Regions from separate parts of the Mus musculus genome. Here region 2 is linked to region 1. A link is a contact called in public HiChIP or PLAC-seq data. All regions are on one chromosome and are shown on one strand. Each heading gives the region's core, a stretch centred on a gene start, on an enhancer-like site or on the middle of the called end of the contact. The rest is flanking DNA. Distances are from core to core; before and after follow the strand shown.

Region 1 (2,940 bases), core at 270-2,769:
TAACATGGCCTCTGCCCTGCTCACCCCATCCCAGCCATTCCCTTCCACTGACCCTGCACCCCACTCTGAAGGAAGAGCAGACATGACCTGGGCCTCCATTGGTTCCGTTTGGACCTATCTCCCAAGAAGCCTCTGGGACTCAAAGATAACCATGGGTAGCTTTGCACACACTAACTGGAGACCCCAGTCCGGGCTGAGAATGTGGGGCCAGTAGTGCTGGCTAGAAGAAGTATATAAGTTTTCTTCTGGGTCTTATACGTATATAAGCCCCAAGGCAGGGGCTGCCACGCTGCAGAGGCGACTTCTGGAATCAGAACAGGGAAAGTATTGCCTCATCCGAGGACACGAGAGACCAGGAGTTATTTGGGGTTTGGCTTTTATGTTGTTTCTTTTTGAGACAGGGTTTGCTACATACCCACAATTGGCTTCAAACTTGAAATCCTCCTGCCCCAGTGTGTGTATCTCGCAGTGCCTACAATGATGAGATTTGAGAGGGGGAATATATACTTGTGGCAGACACAGGTTCTGAAACCAAAAGTCACTGTGGGAGGTTATATTGCAGCCTTTCAACAAACCCCAAACCAAAAAGTCCTGTGAGAGGCTGAAGAGATTGCTTAGTGGTTAGGTCACTTCTAGAGGAACCAGGTAAGAGTCCTAGCATTCACATAATAGCCTACAACCTTCTATAACTCCAGTTCCAGGGGATCCAGTGCCCTCATCTAGCCACCTTAGGCACCAGGCAGGAGACTGGCACATAGACATACATGTAGGCAAAACACCCATATACATATTTAAAAAAAAAAAGAAAAGATCCCATATGCTGGGAATCCCACTCCTGAGTACACACCCACAAGAATTGAAAGCTGGGTCTGTTTTTTTTTTTTTTTTTTTTTATGGTGTGGGAGGACCAGACATTGACATACATTTCTCTTTCTTCATTATTCTTCACATTATTGTTTGAGATCGTGTCTCTCTGAACCGGCAGCTCACCATACCGTCTTAGGTAGACTGGCTGGCCAGTGAGAACCTGAGATCCACTTGTCCCCACCACTACCCCCGGAGGGCCAAAAACTGAAGGTTAACCTCAGCTATATAGCAAGTTTGAAACTAGTTTGGGCTGCATGAGATCAGGCCACTAAAAAATAGAAGCAAGCAAGCAAGCAAATACACAAAAACTCCACTGAAGAGATATGTTTGTTGGAGTCAGTAAAGACTTCAAAGCTCTATCCCTCCTGTTAGTATTGGTCCTGCCACCTACTAGCTTGGATTGTTTCTCTGTGCTTCCATTATTCCATCTGTAAAATGGGGGTCAATGATTATCATCCCTGGATGGCTACCATGCAGATGGTGGGAGGGGTACTAGAAACCTCTCACAAGGTACCTGGCACACAGTAGTCGATGTTAGCTTTCACTGTGTCGACTCTTCGCTGTCGTCATAATCACTAGGTATTATGGAACTCTTAGTCATTTCTCCACAGCTTGTATTTACCCTGGCTCGAAAGTGGCTGGGTTTGGGGAGGGGCTCCTTAATCTGATCACATCTGAGTCACGGTGACCGAATGAGGGGCCAGCCATGGGGAGAATGGCAGACCCTGCTTCTATTACATTTGTGATATTATTTTAAAAACAAAACAAGATGGGCCTACAGCTTTGTGGTTTTCAGAACCACGCCAAGGGCAAAGAAGGGCAAGACTCCACAGATCTGACAAACAGGATGCAAAGGCCGCTGGGTCAGTGCCTGGAAGAAGCACTAAGTTCCCCGGGCAGAAAGACAGCCACACGCCTGCACCAGACACTGTTTGGCCCCTACATGTGCAGAGGTCACAGAACTCATTGTGATCTCTGCAGCTAATGGCATTGGCCTAACCAGATTATTGGTACAATCAGTGTGAGTTATCTGTCCCATGCTCCACATTCAAGTAAAATGTTCCAGACTTCTAGGCCCAAAGCCAGGCTCTTGCAGGACACAGACTCTACAGCCTGACGGGGACTTGGGTTTTGAGCTTGAGCAAAGCTGCATTCTCAGAGATGATCTCTGCCACCCAAGCCGAGTCCTCCTGGCTCCCTGCTTGGGGAAATCATGTGATAGCTCATAAACGGAATACAGAAAGTGATAAAGCCTTGTGGACACAGAACATGCCTAATTCAGCATGTCTCCTGACTCCTTGGCTGGGTTCTCCAAGTCTCCTGACCCAATCCCCACCCCTTCCCAGCGTCAGCTGCTGTTCCTACCATGGCCTGGCATTCGAAATAAGTGTTCTGCAGTTCTTAAGGCTCTTGTCTTCTTGGCTTTGAACAAACAATGCTTTAGTGAGGAATGCCCCTCCCCCATGCAACTGATTCTCAGACACCCTTGCAAATACAGCCTAATCGCCGCCTCTTCCAGGAAGCCCATCAAGAATGCAAAGGGCTTGAGTCTCCCCTGCTTTCAAGATGAGAAGGAAGCCCTCCTGTCTTACACAAGACCCTGGGGTGGGAGAGGAAGGCTTTGTTTTGTTTTTTCTGTTTTTTGTTTGTTTGTTTGTTTGTTTGTTTTCTCAAGACAGGGTTTCTCTGTATAGCCCTGGCTGTCCTGGAGCTCACTTTGTAGACCAAGCTGGCCTCAAACTCAAAAATTTGCCTGCCTCTGCCTCCCGAGTGCTGGGATTAAAGGCGTGTGCCACCACGCCCGGCTAGACGAAGGCTTTGATGGCAGCTGCACAGAAGCAGTGTGAACCTACCGTCTGGCTCCCTAAGCTGCATGCACACATTGGGGAAATGCTACCTGTTGCACCTTATGCCTGAGGACCTGGAAACATAAAGAATAAAAGCTTTGGTGCTGGAGCACATCACCTTCTGATAGAGAGAGACCTTGCCTCCCTCCCACATCTTCAATACCCTAAAGTCTAGAACAACGGGGCAGTTAGTGTCTTGGCTTACAGAGCAAGCAGATTCCCTACC
Region 2 (2,940 bases), core at 178-2,677, 240 kb after region 1:
TACATCCATGAAGTCTCACCAACATGACTACCTAAACGGAAGCCGAGTTAGGACATCCACATGCCAACGTGGGTGGGGGGAAAGCCCATGTGGACTCAACCCTACACAAAGAACTGGAGTCAACTAAGGCGTGCTGAGAGGGGAAGAAAGAGTGGGAAGAACACAAGACCCCATTGCCCTGAAAACACACATACGAGTAATATACAAACAGAGCAGGTTATATTTAGGAATGTGTGTGTGTGTGTGTGTGTGTGTGTGTGTAACAACAATTATTGGGGGAAAACCGAGGCCATGAATTTGAAAGAGAGCAAGGACAGGAACATGGGACAGTCCAGAGGGCGGAAAGGGAAGGGAGAGATGATGTGCTTATATTATAATCTCAAAATTAGGAGACCAATGCTGCTGCTCACTTGGGCCCACAGGCTGATACAGAGCAAGGAAACCCGGCCTTTCTACCTGAATTTGCTTCTGTCTTTGTCCAAGCTTTGGGCCAGACTCCTGAGTGTCAATCACTTCAGAAGCGTCTGTGTTGAACTAAGTGATACCCGCCCCATCTCTCCCACCTGCCAAGGTTGAAGGCATAAAGAAGAGAGTGATCCTGGCTTACTTTTAGCCCTTATAGAGTCCTGTTCCAGGCCCCCAAAGAAGTCTACAGGTTTCCAGTCACTGTTCTAACCTACAGTCACTCCTTAGATTTCAGAGCAGCAGAGCATGGCAAACGGTCACGGTGATGAGATCGCACACAGCCCACCCCCAGCCTCCATGATCATGAGAAGGGCGTGGCCTGTTCTCTCAAGCACTAAGATGTTTCTTCTAGTCACTGTGCAGAGCCAGAACAAAACACTGATTAACCAGCCCCACCTGGACTTTGTTCTCTTGCCTCCTGACCCAGATCTTTGTCTATTAAACCCAGAGCTCACATCAGCACTCCAGAGATGGGCTCAAATGCTTGCTTTGTGGTGTTTAAAATACTTAACCTGCATTTTCACAATGGCGTCTGCTCACTTTCTCTGGGAAAAGCTTGACATATGGGTAAAACACCATGGCCAGGACAAACTTAGAAAAGGATGGATTTATTTGGGCTTACGGTTCCAGAGGGATGAGAGTCCAGCATGGCACGGAGGCCTGACAGCAGGCGGCAAGCAGCGGTGGCGGCCAGAGCAAGAAGCTGGGAGCTCACCTCTCCAATAGCAAACACAAAGCAGAAAGTGAACGGGAAGAAGGGTGAGGCTATACATTCTCCGAGTCCAGCCCTCTCAGTGCCCAAGCATTCAAATACCTGAGCCTCCTGGGACATGTCTCGACCCAAGCTTCACAGAACCCATGGAGCCGGGCCTCTGACCTAGGACTCTTATTATATTATGACCTCACTATGGTGAAACTATGCCTACGTGGCCTATTACCACCAGTGGGGCACTTGAGCCATCAGTTCCACTATCCCACTGAGGTTAAAGCAGAGACCCTAAGGAGCTGAAGGTTCTGGTCCTGAGAAAGGAAACCCAGGTAGTGGCTGGCATGGCAGTGCTCAAGTCAGCTCACAGGGGTGGGATCTCACAGGGGTGGGATCTCACAGGGGTGGGCTGATGTCTAAGTGAGGTGAGAGAACATTCACTGGAGAGGTGTTGGATCCAAAGAGTTCTGTGTTCGAACCTTCCCTGTTCATTCTCCCACACCCAGACCCCTCCTGGGGGTCTCTTCCTCCCCCATACCTCCCAGTTCTACCTTCTGCCCCTCACATGTGCGCTCACGCCCCTCCTTTCTCTATGATGGAAGCACGGGGGCCCGTGCCTGAGAGCCCTGCACAGGAACAGGATGCAGCTGGATGCCACATCTGTTCTGAGGTTCGGGGCGGCCAGTGCCTGTGCTCAAGGCCCAGCCAGGCAGAGGGGAAGCACACAGGGCCCTGCAAAAGTGCTTCCGCAGGAACCCAACTTCCAGGAGTCAGTTCTCACTTTCTACTTTATTGGGGCAGGGTCTCTCCTGATGTTTCTATTCTCCCATCTCACTGTAGGACTACCGCCATTACAGACACATGCCTCTACAGCCAGGTTACTTTTTGAGATTGGAATCTAATTACAACATTTCTCCTTTTCTTTCCCTCCCTCCAGACTCTCCTAGACAGTTCTCCCTCCTCTACTTGAAATCATGGCCTTTTTCCTTAATTGCTATTGCATGCATATATGTATTTGTATCATACAGATATATTTCTAAAAATAACCTGTCTTGTTTATATAGTGTTACTAGTATGTGTCTCCAGGCCTGACCAGTTAGCACTGGGCAACTCATTAATGTGCCCTTTCCTGGGGAAGGCTTTCCTTCCTGCTCCCAGCATTTCATCTGGGTTGCAGGGAATCAAACCATCTCCCCAGCCTCCTATATAATTATTTTATGGACGTGTGTATGAATGAGTGAGTGAGTAAATGAATGAATGAATTAATGAATAATGGGAGGGGGGTCAGAGAAGTACACTATGATAAGAAGTGTCTCCGCCCATCCTAAGCATCTTCCTGCTAACTTTTGGTGAGTAAGCCATGGGAGACAAATTCCTCCCCTACACAGCTAATGGTCTCTTACTCCCTCCTCAGCTCTGCAGCGGGCCCATAGCCTCCAGTCTCCAACTCCAAGCAAATACCAGAACTGGAGAAGAAGATTCCAGTCCAGTGAGTCATGGGCAGGGGGAGGGGTGGGGGAGGGCAGTCTCGCTCATTCCTTACATGGTATCTTCTCTGGCCTAGCCTGGAATCCAAGGGCAAGGAAAACTGTTAGCTTGACTTGATTTCCACTGCTGGCTGTAATCATTGCCGAGGGATTTGGGAACTCTCCATTCCTCTCCCTCTACTCGGAAATCCCAGCACCTTAAGATTCTGTAGTTTCACAGAGCTGTAGCAGCTATGAGCTCCAAGTTTGAAATGAGAAAGGGAAACTGAGAGACGGGTGCTT

Evidence for each region. HiChIP or PLAC-seq counts read pairs in DNA pulled down with a chosen protein or histone mark.
Region 2: an SMC1A HiChIP or PLAC-seq map of the NIH/3T3 cell line shows a contact between it and region 1, with 9 times the contacts expected there. The contact joins the promoter of Micalcl here to the enhancer-like site in region 1. A contact is called at or near these places in 3 of 39 promoter capture datasets (embryonic stem cells, liver and stem cell-derived epiblast-like cells), 2 of 15 datasets of contacts at CTCF or cohesin (both in the NIH/3T3 cell line), 1 of 484 Hi-C or Micro-C datasets (bone marrow-derived macrophages), 1 of 115 datasets of contacts at active chromatin or transcription factors (pancreatic cancer cells) and 2 of 9 other capture datasets (adipose tissue and macrophages).

Annotation. Positions count from the first base shown.
Region 1 is chr7:112,136,887-112,139,826 of GRCm38.p6, forward strand. The region is part of intron 4 of Dkk3 (dickkopf WNT signaling pathway inhibitor 3); the gene reads right to left. Among named protein-coding and RNA genes, the nearest start is that of Dkk3, 21 kb to the right of the region's middle. Within about 2 kb of position 1,520, at least 58 of the 459 cell types and tissues checked have an H3K27ac peak or open chromatin away from gene starts, as enhancers often do. A contact at or near this core is called in the NIH/3T3 cell line, adipose tissue, liver and 1 more, where this site is marked.
Region 2 is chr7:112,373,430-112,376,369 of GRCm38.p6, forward strand. It overlaps Micalcl (MICAL C-terminal like), which reads left to right and starts at 1,428. Exons shown (of 10, transcript NM_001381862.1): 1 at 1,428-1,940; 2 at 2,586-2,660.